Linked DNA regions of Gossypium hirsutum: region 2 is linked to region 1. Evidence: chromatin contacts called from public Hi-C data. All regions are on one chromosome and are shown on one strand. The core of a region is the stretch at or near the end of the contact, and the rest is flanking DNA. Distances in the headings are between cores, read along the strand shown. Region 1 holds the start of LOC107898607 (uroporphyrinogen decarboxylase 1, chloroplastic). Region 2 holds the start of LOC107948800 (multiprotein-bridging factor 1b).

Evidence for each region. A called contact is a pair of places that touch in the nucleus more often than the background predicts.
Region 2: a Hi-C map of leaf shows a contact between it and region 1, with 2.4 times the contacts expected there. The contact joins the promoter of LOC107948800 here to the promoter of LOC107898607 in region 1. A contact is called at or near these places in 2 of 34 Hi-C or Micro-C datasets (both in leaf).

The regions. Positions count from the first base shown.
Region 1 is chrA04:9,825,268-9,832,924 of Gossypium_hirsutum_v2.1, forward strand. LOC107898607 (uroporphyrinogen decarboxylase 1, chloroplastic) reads right to left here and starts at 4,475. Exons shown (of 6, transcript XM_016824107.2): 1 at 4,339-4,475; 2 at 4,095-4,243; 3 at 3,019-3,401; 4 at 2,650-2,934; 5 at 2,197-2,432; 6 at 1,713-2,098. The coding sequence starts at 4,361. The coding sequence ends at 1,930.
Region 2 is chrA04:10,107,677-10,115,333 of Gossypium_hirsutum_v2.1, forward strand. LOC107948800 (multiprotein-bridging factor 1b) reads left to right here and starts at 4,562. Exons shown (of 4, transcript XM_016883450.2): 1 at 4,562-4,961; 2 at 5,097-5,180; 3 at 6,305-6,387; 4 at 6,508-6,822. The coding sequence starts at 4,820. The coding sequence ends at 6,627. LOC107948799 (tubby-like F-box protein 7) reads right to left here. Exons shown (of 4, transcript XM_016883449.2): 4 at 7,055-7,657. The coding sequence ends at 7,244. It also overlaps the pseudogene LOC107948006.

The sequences.
Region 1 (7,657 bases), core at 3,225-5,724:
TCAAAAAAAATTTATCCTCGAATTTTAATACGAAAAGCATATTTCAATAGAAATAAAAGAAATGGATGTCAATTAAATTTCGATTGGAACATTTGTGAATAATTGGATTCAGACTTGAAAAGTATGCGATAGTTCTCCCATCAATTACACCTAGTTATGGGTCAGATTATTCTTTCATGCTCGAAGGTCCGTCCGAAATTTGAGAGAGTTTGAGAAAAATTATTAAGCCTAGATTTGGGCAAAAAATTAAGCCCGTTTAAAATATGGATTGGACTTGGGCTTAAACATTTAAGACCCAAGCCCGGCCCATTTGACTTGTTTTTAAGTTTATAATATTTTATATTATATTTATTTATTATGTAATTTATAACACATTAAAAAATAAACATTTATTAAATATATAATACTACTATAATATAAACATTAAAATAATATTAAGATGACTATATAAAAAATATCAATAAATAAAAAATATTAAATTAAAATAATATGAGTGGGCTTAAAATGAGTTTAGGCTGATCTTTTGCAAATATGAATAGATTTTGACAAAATTTTAGTATTATATTTCAAGTCAGACTTGAGCAAGCATAAAGTATATTAATATTATACTTAGACCCGACATGAACTCAACCTAGTACATCTAGTCCAATGAGCATCTCTAACTTCAAGTCCTCTATTATCATATTGAGAAAGGATTGTATGAAATAAGTGTGCCACATCATCCTAATCATTTTTCAATTATTTAATGACATTTCATCAAATTTTTTCATGTCATTAATACATAATTTTGGTATTTTTTTAACTTGAACCCATAACCCTAAACCTTATACCCTAAAATTTTGAGTTTATAATTTAAGGTTCAAGGTTGAGGGTTTCAAGTTCGAAGTTCAAATTCAAGGTTCGGGGTCTAGAGTTCGGGGTTCAAGTTTAAAAATTTTTCAAAATTATGTATCAATGACAAAGAAAAAATTTGTTAAAACGTCATTAAATAATTAAAAAAAGATATAAAATGACGTGACACCGTTGTAATTGTTGAAATATTATTAAATAAATTTAAATGAATATAAGATGACTTGGTGCCCTATTTATTATAATCTTTGCTCTATAACATTATAAATGAAAAAAATATGTGACTTGATTAGCAAGAAAATTTTTAATTTTATTTAAAAAATTATATTTAAAATTTGGTGTTGATGGATTCTCTTTTAATAAAATAATCTCTAATGTTCAATAGCTAATAATATCTTTTTGCTCAAATCATGATCAATGATAAAATTTTAAGGAAAATAAGCTAAAAGATAATATTTTTTAAAAACATCTAAAAGTCTTATTAAAGAAAAATCTAAAAATGAAATATGTATTTATTTCAATTATAATTCCTTCAACAATCTAGAGTTCTAAGGGCTACTCACTTTGTATCTTAGCACCCGCATGCATGAATGCGAGTTAAAAGAACATGAATAAATAAATACACTCATGTTAGAGGCATAACCACCCAAGACCATATAATATACCTACATTCAGGTAATGTATGAATGGGGAAAATCTACCATTGAGTGAAATGATTGCACTACATATATAAATACCTGGTTGTGATCCTTATATCCAAGTTTCTGCTCGTCACTTTGACGCTCTCGAACATCTCTTCCGATCATATCCTCTCCCAACCAGGTTAAAGGGGGGAAAACTCGAATAAATACTCGGACTTCATGTACATAACAAAAATCAGGATATATATTCATCCCCAACATTTAGTACTGGCACAACAGAAATACCTACCGGCTTATCCACATGCATGTACAAGAACGATACCCCAATCAGCCCCTATCAAAAAATGGAAGTTGATTGGAGATCGTGATGCGAGGATAAGATATCAGCTTAGTCAATTCATAGAAAAATATCAAAGGATTTTGCTTAACCATAATGTTCTCAAACTAACAATTTAGATTCCTCCATCGAATGATTTTGGGATGAACCGTCATAGTTCAAGCTTTTTGAGACGTCAAAGAAATGTGCAACAGCTTCTTCAGGTGTCCCGACTAGAACTCCATGACCCAAGTTAAGAATGTGACTGCGTGGTCCTGCACACTTAACGACCCTGAAAAACAGATTGCACCAGTTTAAACACTGAACCGATGGGGCTGATTTTCTTACATTGGCCATAACGAAAATCAAACACAGTTTGAAATGGCAAACCTTTGAATTTCTTTCGTCACTGCAGAAAGTGGAGAAAACAAGTAAGCAGGGTCGACATTTCCCTGCACACTGATATCGCTACCCAAACGCTTCCTTGCATCAGCCATATCCACTGTCCAGTCAAGTCCAATCACATCAACCCCAGTTCCTTTCATGCGTTCAAGAAGGCCACCGTTACCGTTAATGTAGAGAACAAGAGGTGTTTTAGGGCATTTATTTCGTACTACGCTCACAATCTGCAATTGAAGGAACCCAATAAATGAGTACAAGGGTCAAATTAAAAGGTATAACAACATATTATCTGAGACAAAATTTCTCAAACCACCAAATAGGAGTTGACTGCATGTAGTAACTAGTGATGGAAGAGACAATTACCTATTGAAGACAAAAGTATGCATAGTTTCATTATTTTCATGACAAAAGTAACGAGATCTGCTGTAAATTCCAATTTACCTCAGTTATGTAAGGCTTTGACCATTGCTCCCACATGTCAGGTGGTAGTTGCCCACCCCAAGAATCAAATATTTGTATGCAATGTGCTCCAGACTCCACTTGGTAAATAATGTACTCGGATATTGCCTTTGTTAAATGAGAAAGAAGTGTCCTCAATAAATTTGGTGCTGTGTGGCACATACTCTTTATGGTTGTATAAGTTCGGGTTGTACCTCCCTCTACTATATATGTGGCGATTGTCCAAGGGGCTCCAACAAAACCTAGTACTGCTGCATGACCTCCAACCTACATAAAAATAGAAGGTACAATAAAAAATGCCAATTATATTAATCAGAATTCTAGCTATAACGCATGAAAAAGGAGAGTCACCTCCTGGCGCAAAATCTTAAGTGATTCTCCAACAAAGTGTAGCTTTTCCAAGTCAATTGGATGCAATGCCTTCAAATCGTCCTCAAAGCGAATTGGTGACTGAATAACAGGGCCCCTTACTTCTTCAATGTCAAATGGGACCCCAAAAGCAGGCAGTGGAGTAAGTATATCAGAGAAAATTATCACTCCATCAGGACGGAAAGCTTCCCAAGGCTGCAGAGAAATTTCCACAATGAGATCAGTTGTCTCTGACCTCTCTCTGAAGGATGGGTGTTTCTCAGCAAGCTTTCTGTAAACAGCCATATACCTTCCTGCCTGCCGCATCATCCACGTAGGAGGCCGACTTACAGGATCTCCTCTTGCAGCCTTAACCAACAATGGATCTAAATAAAAGATGAATGGAGATAAGGTGCGTAAGTTTATAATACCTCTGAAGGCCAAAGACAAGAATGTTGTTGCCATCACTAGCATACCAACATCAATAACAAAATTCGTTTTCCACTAGCAAGGAGAAATAATAGTCAAATTCATACAGGTTACACAAAATTTCACAGCTTTTAGAACTAAGAACATTCATCATATTATCATCTCTTCAAAAAATAAAAAAATGTAAAACATCACCTTAATAAAATTTGATATTAAAGCTCAAGAGCTAACTGTTAGATCCTAAACCAAGGCGTACCAATCCCCCATCCATGCTTCAACCATTACATTACTCAAAGAAATAAGCTTATACAAAGAATGTAATCCATTTCCAGTCTGGCCTGGCCTTATCTTCCAACCAGGTTGGCATATTCAGAACAAACAGTCTTCATTATCCAAATAGAACCTTGACCACATTTCCACCATAAGGTGCCAATTCTAGCTTCTCACAGAATGCATTCAAGTCTAAATCAAAATTCTCCTTATTACTACCTTCATAATATTCACTAAACACCCAAAATATTCTAATAAAACCAATGCAATGAATAAACAGATGACAACCCATTTTAAATCAATCCCTAAACATAAGAAACCCAGACAACCAAACTAAAAGGGGGAAAAGAAAAACAAAGAGATGGAGCAATGAACTATACCAGTAGAAGAGCAAGCTATAGAAAACTTCTTAGTTTTTGTTCTTTTGGGGGATGAAACAAAAGCTCCAGGGAACTTGTTATTTTCAGCAGTGTGAAAACCCAACTGCACTATCAAGCTTGATGATTTAACACCCAAGGAACTGCAAGCACTGCATTTCAAACGGTAAAGAAGAAAAAAGAATTAGGAAAAATAATCTAAACAGTTGAAATCCATTTCTTTTCCGTATTGAAATGGGATTTTGACCTTGTTAATGGAGAGAAGCTCATTTTTCTTTTTAACTATTGTTTTCGGGAAGAATTTGGGACAGATTTTGCGAGTTTAGGCGGAACTGCTCTCTGTTTTTGTTGACTCTGTTTTCTTATCTTCGAAAAAAGATCGATGGCTCGACTTGGGTATAGCAAGTTAAGTTGATGGTTGTGATCTTGCCACGTCGGAACACTGGATAAAACAGGGCCCGACATCGAGCACCCTTTTAATTTCCATTTTGTTTCGGTACAACTTAGAAAAACTTAAGGGTAAACAACACCTTTCATCCTCTTATAAATTTTTTTTTTCGATTTAGTCACTACATTTTTATTAACACCATTTTCACCAATTAAATATTTAATCCAAATATTTAATTTTATTAACACTATTTTCACCAATTTGTGTTTCCACAATGTTTATTTGGGATACCAATGGAATAAATTTGCATAATAATAAAAATAAAACTTACAACACACAGTTACAAAAGGACCAATTCAAAAACCAAAACAAATTGCAGAATCATGTCTAGGTTTGTACAAACAATTGATAGAAGCAGATGCACCGACAGGGATGAATTAGGTTCACCACTATCAATAATAACCATTACATAAAAATTATACATCATTCATACAAAAATAATCAATTTTTTTTATACTTTTATGTATTTTTGAACGGGATAAATACGAAATTTAGTTTAATATGCAATTTGACAAATGAATTTTGAGTTGATACAATTATATACATAAAAACTGAATTGCGATTCATATGTATACATGAAACTTTGATTTTGGTTCATTTGTATATATTTAAATAAATGAATATATACATACATTTATTGTCATATTGGATTAATATAATTGTTTTTGTATGCAATAGATCAACATAAAATGGTACTAAATATATAACATTACACATTAGACCAAAGCTCATGTATAGTTTTGATATTGATCTCTTTTTAAATTAATTATACTTTTTTTGAAATTTTTAGTATTTATATATATATATTGGATTCTTTAGAATCAATATTAAATTGAGGAAGGCTAAATCTTTTAGAATTATGATCAAAAAATAGATGGAGCTCTCAAAAACCTTTGATCCAAATGGTGATTGGTCATGTAACTGCGGTTGACGAAAGGGTGGAGTAGTTTGTATTGCTAAGAGTGAGAGAGGGTTTAGTTGTTTTTTTGATAAAAATCTGTTGATTAATTTTTAAATTTAGAATCAAATTGATAAAATATGTAAATATTAAAGAGCTAAATTAATTATTAGGCCGACAAAAAAATATCACACTACTTTTTCATCACTCATCTAATGATAACTAATGGGGAAATGACTAAAATATTAAACCAAAATAGAAAGAATGTTATAATTAGATAATTATTCTTGTAATTTACTTGAAAAAATGCCCTTAAAATCTCACTTTTTTTATTAGAATAAGAAATTAATAAGATGAATTTTATGTAGGGACAGACAAACTAAAAATAACTTAATTTTAAAATATTTTTACTTATTCCCAAAAAAAACTTTTAACTCAATGTTTTTCAAATTGATAGCTTCGAATGTAAATAAATGAATTTGTTTAAAGTGTAATAAGTACAGTACAATTAAAGTATAAATATAAATATATGTCCTAGATATTATAAGGCCCCGTTTGTTTAATTGAAAATGACTTCCAAAAATTGATTTCTGGAAAATGACTTGTTTCTCTGGAAAAGCTATTTTTTTTTGTGTTTCGATGAATCTATGTAAAATATTTTATGTTATTTGACAGATTTATTGAAATATTTCATAAAAGCTACTTTTAGTAAAATAAACCTACATGTAACACCCCAAACCCGACCTAAACATTATGGCCAAATCCGAAGGTGTCACAAGGAATGGGTTTTAAAACGAGTTTCAAATGATAAAACCACTAACGTTTCCTTCCAACTCTTACTTGCTTGTATCCAATGTCAAAATGTTGTTCAATTACTTATTTTGCCTTTAAACGTGATTTTAGAGCAAAAGCTTTCGAAAACCATTCTATTTCAAAAACCCAGTTCGTATTTTTAGAAACACCTTTTATTTGCATAAAAACTGTCAATTTCATAAAACAGTTTTATCAAGCATGCAGAAGAAAAACAACAAACCAAAGATAAACGGTTAAAAATCATTAAGTCTGGAGAGTCCCAGAAATTACAAACTCTTAGAATAAAACCAAAATCGTAATTAAACCATAAATTAATGACTTTAAATAGTTTACGAATGAGTGGTCACCGCTGAGTCTCTGCCGCACTAATCCGCCTAAGCCTGTGGATTACCTGACAAAATAGACAGATAGATGTGAGTTTACGTAAACTCAGTGTGTAACCCAACAGAATTAAGCATGCAAACATACAGCATCATATACAAAATCAGAAGCAGATATAGACTCAGTTTCAGATTCAGATTTAGATATCATATTCAGATTCAGATAGCAGATTCATATTCAAATAACAGATATGCCAAGGTCCTAACCCCATCTTCTACACACCATCTCCGTCCATCCCATCACACCATGTGGGGTTAAAAACACCCACCTATCCTTACACACCATATTGTGCCATTAAGACACATTTCAGATAATACGCAACCGAGTTGCCAGAATATAGGCGACATCTAGGGGTGAGCATTCGATCGAATTGAATGAAAAAATTTCAAGTTAATCGAGTTGACGAATCATATTTTATCATCCTAATTTGATTTGAAATTTTCTCGAATTGAGTCGAGTAAGATGGAATTCGAATCGAATTGAATCGAATATATTTGTTCGAGTTAAATTTTAAAAAATAATTTTGGGTCCATGTAACCACTGTCACCCATCGTAATAAAATTTATCTACCGTAATCAATTTTTTTATTAACTTTCATCACCTTATAATTTATTTATTAATCTTTTATATATGGGTTAGCTTCTTTGCTTACTTAGTTGCTTCAATTATCTTCATATTTTTGTCACTATGAATTTTGGAATTAAAAAATATATTAAATGTAAAAATTTGATTTTTTAATAAAAGTTATTTTAAAGATAAAATGTGAAATTGATACCAATATAAAATTTTAACACGAATATTTTCTGGCATCATTAATAATTCAATTTTAATATAAATATTCAATATGACTAAACAATTCAATAATATAAATAATATAAAATGTGAAATTTAATTTAATAATATAAATAGTAGATATAAATAAAATTATTACTATTTATGTTTAGGGATTTTTTTTGGATAATTTTGATTTTTTATTTGGAGTAAAGGGTGAGAAGTAAAAGTTTAGGGGGAAAATAAAAAGTTTTA
Region 2 (7,657 bases), core at 3,312-5,811, 280 kb after region 1:
ATAGGTTAAATCTGAATTTTATTAACAAGTCTTTTGTACTCTCTATTCTTGTATCCCAAACCATGATAAAAGTGTGCGCACTTCACTTACATTTTTTTTTTAAAAAAAACTATATGCTTTATTTCAATCATTTATATATATAAATATTTAAATTACACCATTTTTCCTAAGTTGGTATTTTTTTTTTGTTACTAGTGATACCCAAACTAATCTTATGTTACAATATTTACACCAAAATGTTATATTGATTTAAAAAGTTCAACCAATATTAAACCGCCACATCATATAAACTTTATAATTTATTTTTTTAATTCTTTTATTTTTCTTATTTTCTTTTATATTATTTGTCTTTCTTTATTTTTTTTCCCTATTTTTTCTTCTTCCTTTATAATGCCGGGCAATATTAGCAATGCTCAAAATTTGCCCTCCCGAGGTCGAGGCACTAACAATTAATTCTATTTTCAAACTTTATCTCATGCTTGTTCTACCTGATGAGATTGAAATAATTATTTCACTTATCAAAATTAATAACTTTAGAAGTAGATCGAGAATCGAGCAATGTATTGGTCTAAAGATAAGAGTTGAATCGATTGACTTGCCAATTCATACAGATCAATTGAACCAAGCTAAACAACCAATTGAACCAATTTTATCTATTTTAAAAAAATATTTTTATGAAGTTTTTAAATAATTTATTTTATCAAATCAGGAATTGATGGCTTGACTGATTCAACTATCGATTTAGTTATGAAGAAAGAAAAAAAGAAAAAAGAAAAAAAATATATATATAAGAGAAAATAATACTTTGTCTCTCTTTTTTTTTTGCCACATGACAATTTTTAATTAGTTTTTTTTAAATGTACTTAACAATTTAACTAACGATTGAACTAGTAGGATACTGACTTGAAAAATAATAGTTAGGGACCACTTATGACAAAAAAAAAGATTTAGGTGTTGTTGAACCAAGCTTTACTTGTAAATTATTTTGATATAACAAATGTTATGAAAAAATTTTATTTTAAATAAAACTTGGTAAATATATCTAATTTCAAACGACATCTAAAAAGAGAAAAATTATTAATTCATACTTAGAAAATATTTGTGAGGCCAAGTTGTTAAAGTAACTTTCAAACATTTTTCAAACATTTTAAAACTACTCCAAGCAAAAAAGTATTAATCCAATATCGATATTTTTTGTGAAGTATTGATAGTTTTTATTGATCGGTAGAATCAATATTTTATCGATATATTTTTCAGTATTGATATCAAAATGGCATTCTGTTTTTCAAAGTATTTACCAAGTATCAATACTGTTTGCTTGATATTGATAAATTTCTTCAAGTCTCAATAATGATATACTTTTATCGATACCTTTTTTAGTATCGATATGAACTTGGCATTCTGACTTTCAAATGATTCATCAAATATCGATACCTTTTATTTGGTATCGATAGAATTTCTTTGATATCGATATTGATGGTCCAACAATTACTAAATTAGACATTAAATGCTATTGGTATTGATACTCGTAGAAAAGATATCGATATTTGTTATTACAGCTGACATTAATGCACTAGTATTTTCATTCCCAATAACTTTATTCAATATTCCAACAGTCACAACGGTTGGAAATCAATTGCAGGGTATAAATACCAACTTATAAAAGTCTTACAAAACTAAAGAGATCATCAAAGTAAAATTTTCAATCAATCAACCTTCGTGCTTAAAGTTTTCATACTTTTCTTTTATACACTTAGGAGCTTCTATTATTTTTCTATCAGCTCAAGTGTTTTTCTTTGTAATTGTGCTTAATTGGCAAACACTTTGATCTGGTAAGGGTTATTTATTTGTTTCCTTTTGAGAGGGTTTGAGTTTTAAGATTTGTGTAGAAATCTTAAGGGAGTTATAAGGTTAAACATTATCATCAAAGGTTGATCAAATTAGTAAATTTGGGAAAATCTTTAGTTGTGGAAAAGCTAAGGTAGTGGAGTAGGCAATTGGGGCCGAATCACTCTAATTGGCGTGTTCGATTTTCTTATCATTTAGCTCAAGTTTCCACAAAATTTTTAAAACTCAATTCACCCCCTCTTGATGATTTTGGATTGATTTATTGAGCAAACAAGTACCAAAATAGAAAAAAAATAGTTTAGGTACCAATTTGTGGGTTAAGCCTCTTTTAAAATAGATTTAACGGTTTGACTAATGGAGGTACTAACTTGAGAACAAAAAGTAGCTTAATTATCACTTGTGACCAAAAGAAAATTTTAAATGCCAAAATGAGAAATGAGTATAATTTAAGTGCCAATTTATATATATTTATAAAAATAAATCGGGCTTTCTTTTGTCATCGGGCCGAGAAAGAAAAAGCTAAATGGGCCTTAAAACCATCTCAAAGAAATTCCTTGTCTCCATGACCAAAAACAAACTGAATTTCTCTCCCTAAAACGCAGCGTTTTGAGGGCTTTATTAGCTAAAAAATAATTCAAATTTTTTCTTCGATTATCGCAGCACAAAATGCAGCCTCATAATCTCTCCTTCTCTAAAACCCTAAACCCTTCCTTCCTTCTCTTCCCTTCCCCTAAGCCTTGTCTCTTCGCTTCATTTCCCCGCCAGAACCGCCCATTTTCGTGCCAATATCCTCCCATTCTTTCCGTTCACCATCGAGACATCTGTGCATTTTCTAGCCGGAGCAAGAAGAAACCGGGACCCCAATGTTCGGGTTGACTCGAAGGAAATGCAGAGATAAGGCGCGTGGCGAGGCAAAACACGCGTCGGAAACAGAAGAAGCGAGCCAAATCACTATTCTACTGGTTGAAAAATCCGGGAAAAAGCATCCATGCCGATAGCTTCAACGAAGAAGAGTTGGAAGCAATCGGGCTCGGTTATGACCGGATGGTCCGGTTCATGGAAAAAGACGACCCAAATTTGAAACACCCTTCTGATTAATACAAGTATGGTGAATTTGGTCCCTATTCATGGCGTGGGGTTGTTGTTGGGTTTAGGAAACAAAGCTAGATCGTTGATTACACAATGTGCAGCTAGGATGAGACCAGATATCATTTATGTTAAGAAGCCTGTGTATCAGTGTAGATTCGAGGGTCAAGATGAGTTCTTTAATGCATTGATATCGTTTCTCGATCCGAAAACAGAACGGGATTTTTTGTTTGAGGTTAGAAAGAGGATGGGAGTGTGGAAATGTGTAGTTATTTTGAAGGATTGTGTAAGATTGTGAAGGTGAATCGAAAGGCGTTGGTGGATGATGTGGTGAGGGTTTGAAAAGTTGAGGGAAGAAGGGAAGTCTAGGTGTTTGGGGTTTTTATTAGGGAATCATCCTTTGCCTCTTTTGCATCCTTATACCAAGGAATGGAAGGCTAAGTTGGAGGAGATGGAACTCGGTTGTGATGCCCCAGATGACGATGAGGATGTTGGTAGACATCGAGAGTCCGGTGAGATGCAGTTCACAGATTGGGTTGAGGATGATTATAGTGGTCGTGATGATGATGATGATGACGATGGAGAGGAAGCAGAGGATCAAGATGATGTAGTTTTGGACATTGAAGATAATGAAAATGAAGAATTAGGGACCGAAGAAGAAGAACCGGACTAAGAAGAGGATGAAAATTATTGGCAGGAAGAGTTTCAAAAGGCATTAAGTAGCTCCGATAGGATGGAGAAGCTTGTGAAACGAAGTGTTGAGGTAGCTACGGAGTTCTACAACGAACAGTTAGTAATGCAAGCTGACAGCTCCTCCTCCTCCTCCAGGCCAAGGGGATAATTTGAACATTATTATAGATAATGTGAATTTTACTAATGATGAGTGTGGAAATAAATATGTATTCAATCTTTTATATTTATTTTTTATTATATATTTGTAAATGAAATTTTGGCTTAATTAGAAAAGATAAATGCCTTGACTTTAAGTATCTAAGTTCGAGATCCTCGAGTCTCACTATAGACAAGTTTTAATCTACGAAGTTTTATACCGATTCTTATTTCGGTTGTGTTGTGAATGTTTGATTCTACTTTATAATCCTTCAAAATTTGTGCTATAATAATATAATAATTATATTTATATTTTGAATGTACTTATAATATATATTTAAAAGATTATTTTGCTATATCCTATTTTCCAATGCGTAACAATTGTCAAGTTAAAATATTTTTAAAAATGAAGTACTAAATGATGAATGGAAAATCTCTTAATTTCTTTTTTCATATTGAGGTATCATCGATGTTTTTTAAAGTGAATCAGTGGTTGACCTGGCTAGATTATCGGTTTATCGGTCTGATCAATTCAATTGGTTCAATTAAAGAATTCAAAAAAAATAAAAAATCCTGGTTCAAAAGATTTGAGATTCAATCAATTTTTAGTCAGTTTAATTGATTTAACCACTAGTTGGTATTGATTTTCGATCTAACTAATTTAAAGTCATTTATTAAACCAATTTTTCGATCAATTCTCGATCCAATTGATTCGACCAACCTATCCAATCCGATTCAAATAACACTATCATATTTTTATATCTCAAATTCAAATATAGATATAAGTAGAAGTATTTTTGGAAAAAAAAAAGTGTAGAAGGTGAAGGCTGAGCTGGAAAATCTCGAAAATGAGTGTAGGTTGGATTTAGGACATTGTCGAAATTAGACGCCCAACCCAACCCTCTACTATTAGGGATTTTACTGCCACGTCATCTCTTAGTATAAATACTAAGCAAACCCTTCGCTTTCATCAATCCATTTATTATTACCAACTTCTCAAAAATATCTTTTCTCTCTTTCATCCAAAATACCCAAAAGTCAAGAGTAGATTAAACTAATGGCCGGAATCGGACCTTTGACTCAAGATTGGGAGCCCGTTGTTATTCGTAAAAAAGCCCCTACCGCCGCCGCCAAGAAGGATGAGAAAGTCGTTAACGCCGCCCGCCGTGCCGGTGCCGAGATCGAGTCCATAAAAAAATGTACTACCCTCTTTTTCTTTTGAAAAACACCACAGGTTTAGTCATATAATGACGATTTCTTCAATTAGGGTTTTTTTGTGTGTGAAATGAAAGGATAATGAAAAAATACTTATTTTTGTAAATGCGAATTCGCAGCAAATGCTGGGACGAATAGGGCGGCATCAAGTAGTACTTCTTTGAACACAAGGAAGCTCGATGAAGACACTGAGAATCTTGCTCGTAAGAAATGTTTTATTCATTTTTTATGTTTGATTAAAATTCCCAATTTATTCCTCAAAAGGAAAAAAACAGTATAGAATGGAAGTATTTGTAAGAAATTTATGTATAGAAGTAATACTATCATTTTCTGGGAATTTATATGTTGGGATTGATTTTGATGATATGCATGCTTCTGGTGCGAACTGATTGTTGATTTAAAGCTGGTTTTAGACTGTGTAATATTGTATGACTAGTAGTTTTTGCATTAATTTTTCGGCCTAAGGGATTTAACAATTGGTTTTGCAATATGAATTGAGGGGGTTGTATGAATTTATTTTTATTGCTTAGGTTTGTCTGTGTGTGTTTTGATTTCTTCTTTCTTTGTGGGGTTAGGAGGTTATACAAGTTCATATGCACCTATGTATACTGTTAGAACGAGTGGATGGCTTACACTTTTCAATTTTTTTTTCTTTTCTGTTTAAAAAAGGATGGCATTGGGCTGGTATAGTAACTAAAGAAATGGCTTTGCTTGTCCATACATATTCTCCCTTTCATCCCTGAGAATGGTCCTCTCTCTAATATGTCCGTTGTATCAAACAATGGCTGAGCATATTGGATTGTTTTTGTCATATGGAAGTTGAATCACCTATGCTCCATATCTCCCTTACTATGGTAGATCAATCACGCTTAGTATTGCTTTTGTAATTTGCCTTTATGGAAACCTTGGTTTACCTGATTACACATTTCAGTCATCTATTCTGTGACAAGTGTTGGATAGTTTTGGTCATATGCAAGTTGAATAACCTATGCTCTCCTTTACCATGGAAGATCAATTGTGGTTCTATGATTGTATCTATATATTGCTTTTGTAATTCGCCTTTACAGCAACCTTGGTTTACCTAATTACACAATTTGGTGATCTCTTCCATATCAAGCAAGATGCATTTATGTTTACATAATTGGCTATTATGATATACTCCCAAACCTGGTTATCGATCATTTGGTAAACTTATATCTTTGATGTATAATAATCCTACCTGCAGCTCTCACCGCTTATGATTTCACCAGTTTTCAACTTGTATAGTGCTTAGTTTTTGAGGATGATTCCATTGTAAATTTTCATTGATGTTTAAACTCATGAACAGATGACCGAGTGCCAACTGAGCTAAAGAAAGCCATCATGCAAGCTCGAATGGATAAGAAACTTACCCAGGCTCAACTTGCTCAGGTCTCCTCCTTGTATCCATTTGTATATATTTTCATGCGTATTCCCTAAGACTAAAGAGTATGATGAGTCTTGACTTATATATTTTCAGTTCTTTAACTATATCATTTTGTCATCCCACAGATGATCAATGAGAAGCCTCAGATTATACAGGAGTATGAATCCGGAAAAGCCATCCCTAACCAACAAATAATTGGTAAACTGGAGAGGGCTCTTGGTGCGAAGCTGCGAGGGAAGAAGTGAGTGAGTAAGAGTCTCGTAGAAAGAACAAACAGAACTTGAATATCGCCCAGAATCTTGAGTCCTAAAACTTGGTGATGTAAATGAATGTTTTATGCCGTTATGGGTCGCTTGTAAGAACACTGTTTTTGACTTTGTGTGATGACTTATGTCTGCGACTGCTTATGAAATGAAGTTTGTGTGTGTTCTTGACTGTAAGATGGGATTCTCTGTGCTGTTTGTGTTTGCTTTTGGTCAATTTCATATTATTTCTAAGACACTCTCCAACAATTAACAGATGAAGATTTCAGCAAACTTAAAACTCCAGCAAATGACATCAAATTTGTTTTTGACATTTTAACTTGTTGCAATTGGAATTTTATGCATGGAAATATATCGTAGGATGACTTCAAGACAAAATGAACTGTTCTTTATGTAAACTACACGGTGCTAACATAAGATGCGTTTTGCAGCCAATAATTTCAGAAAATGATATAGATACAATGGGAACGTGTACATCATTTGCTTTGTATCACTGAACAAAGGTTGTCCAAACCTTTTGGAAGTAGAAAGCATGCAGAAATAATTATATTAAACATGTAACACAACTTGATATAGATATAAACACATCAAAATAAACTCATTCGCAAGCCAACTTTGTACCAAAGCTTGTAAGGCAGATGGCAAATGCAAGATAGGGGGACAAGGGTGACCTGTAATCCATGGTGAATGTATCATCCCCAACTTTCCCAAACTGGAGGAGAACCTTTTCTTCATCTCCTTTCCCTCCTGGTTGACTTGGATCTACAGTTGCAGCCAGCTGAAAGTTTTTCACAGATGCAACTGTAACCCGACCGTGGAAATTCAAACACCAGCACTGTAAATGTTCATGCCATCTTGGAGCTTTGTTCTTCAAAATTGCAAGACCAGGTGCAGCTCCCTCAGCTATTTTTGCTTTGGAGTCATCTAAATGCTTGTCAGCCCTTTCTTCTGGCAAAGGGCATTTCACTGAGCAAACCATCCTCCTTGGACCTCTTGATTTCAACAGATTGAA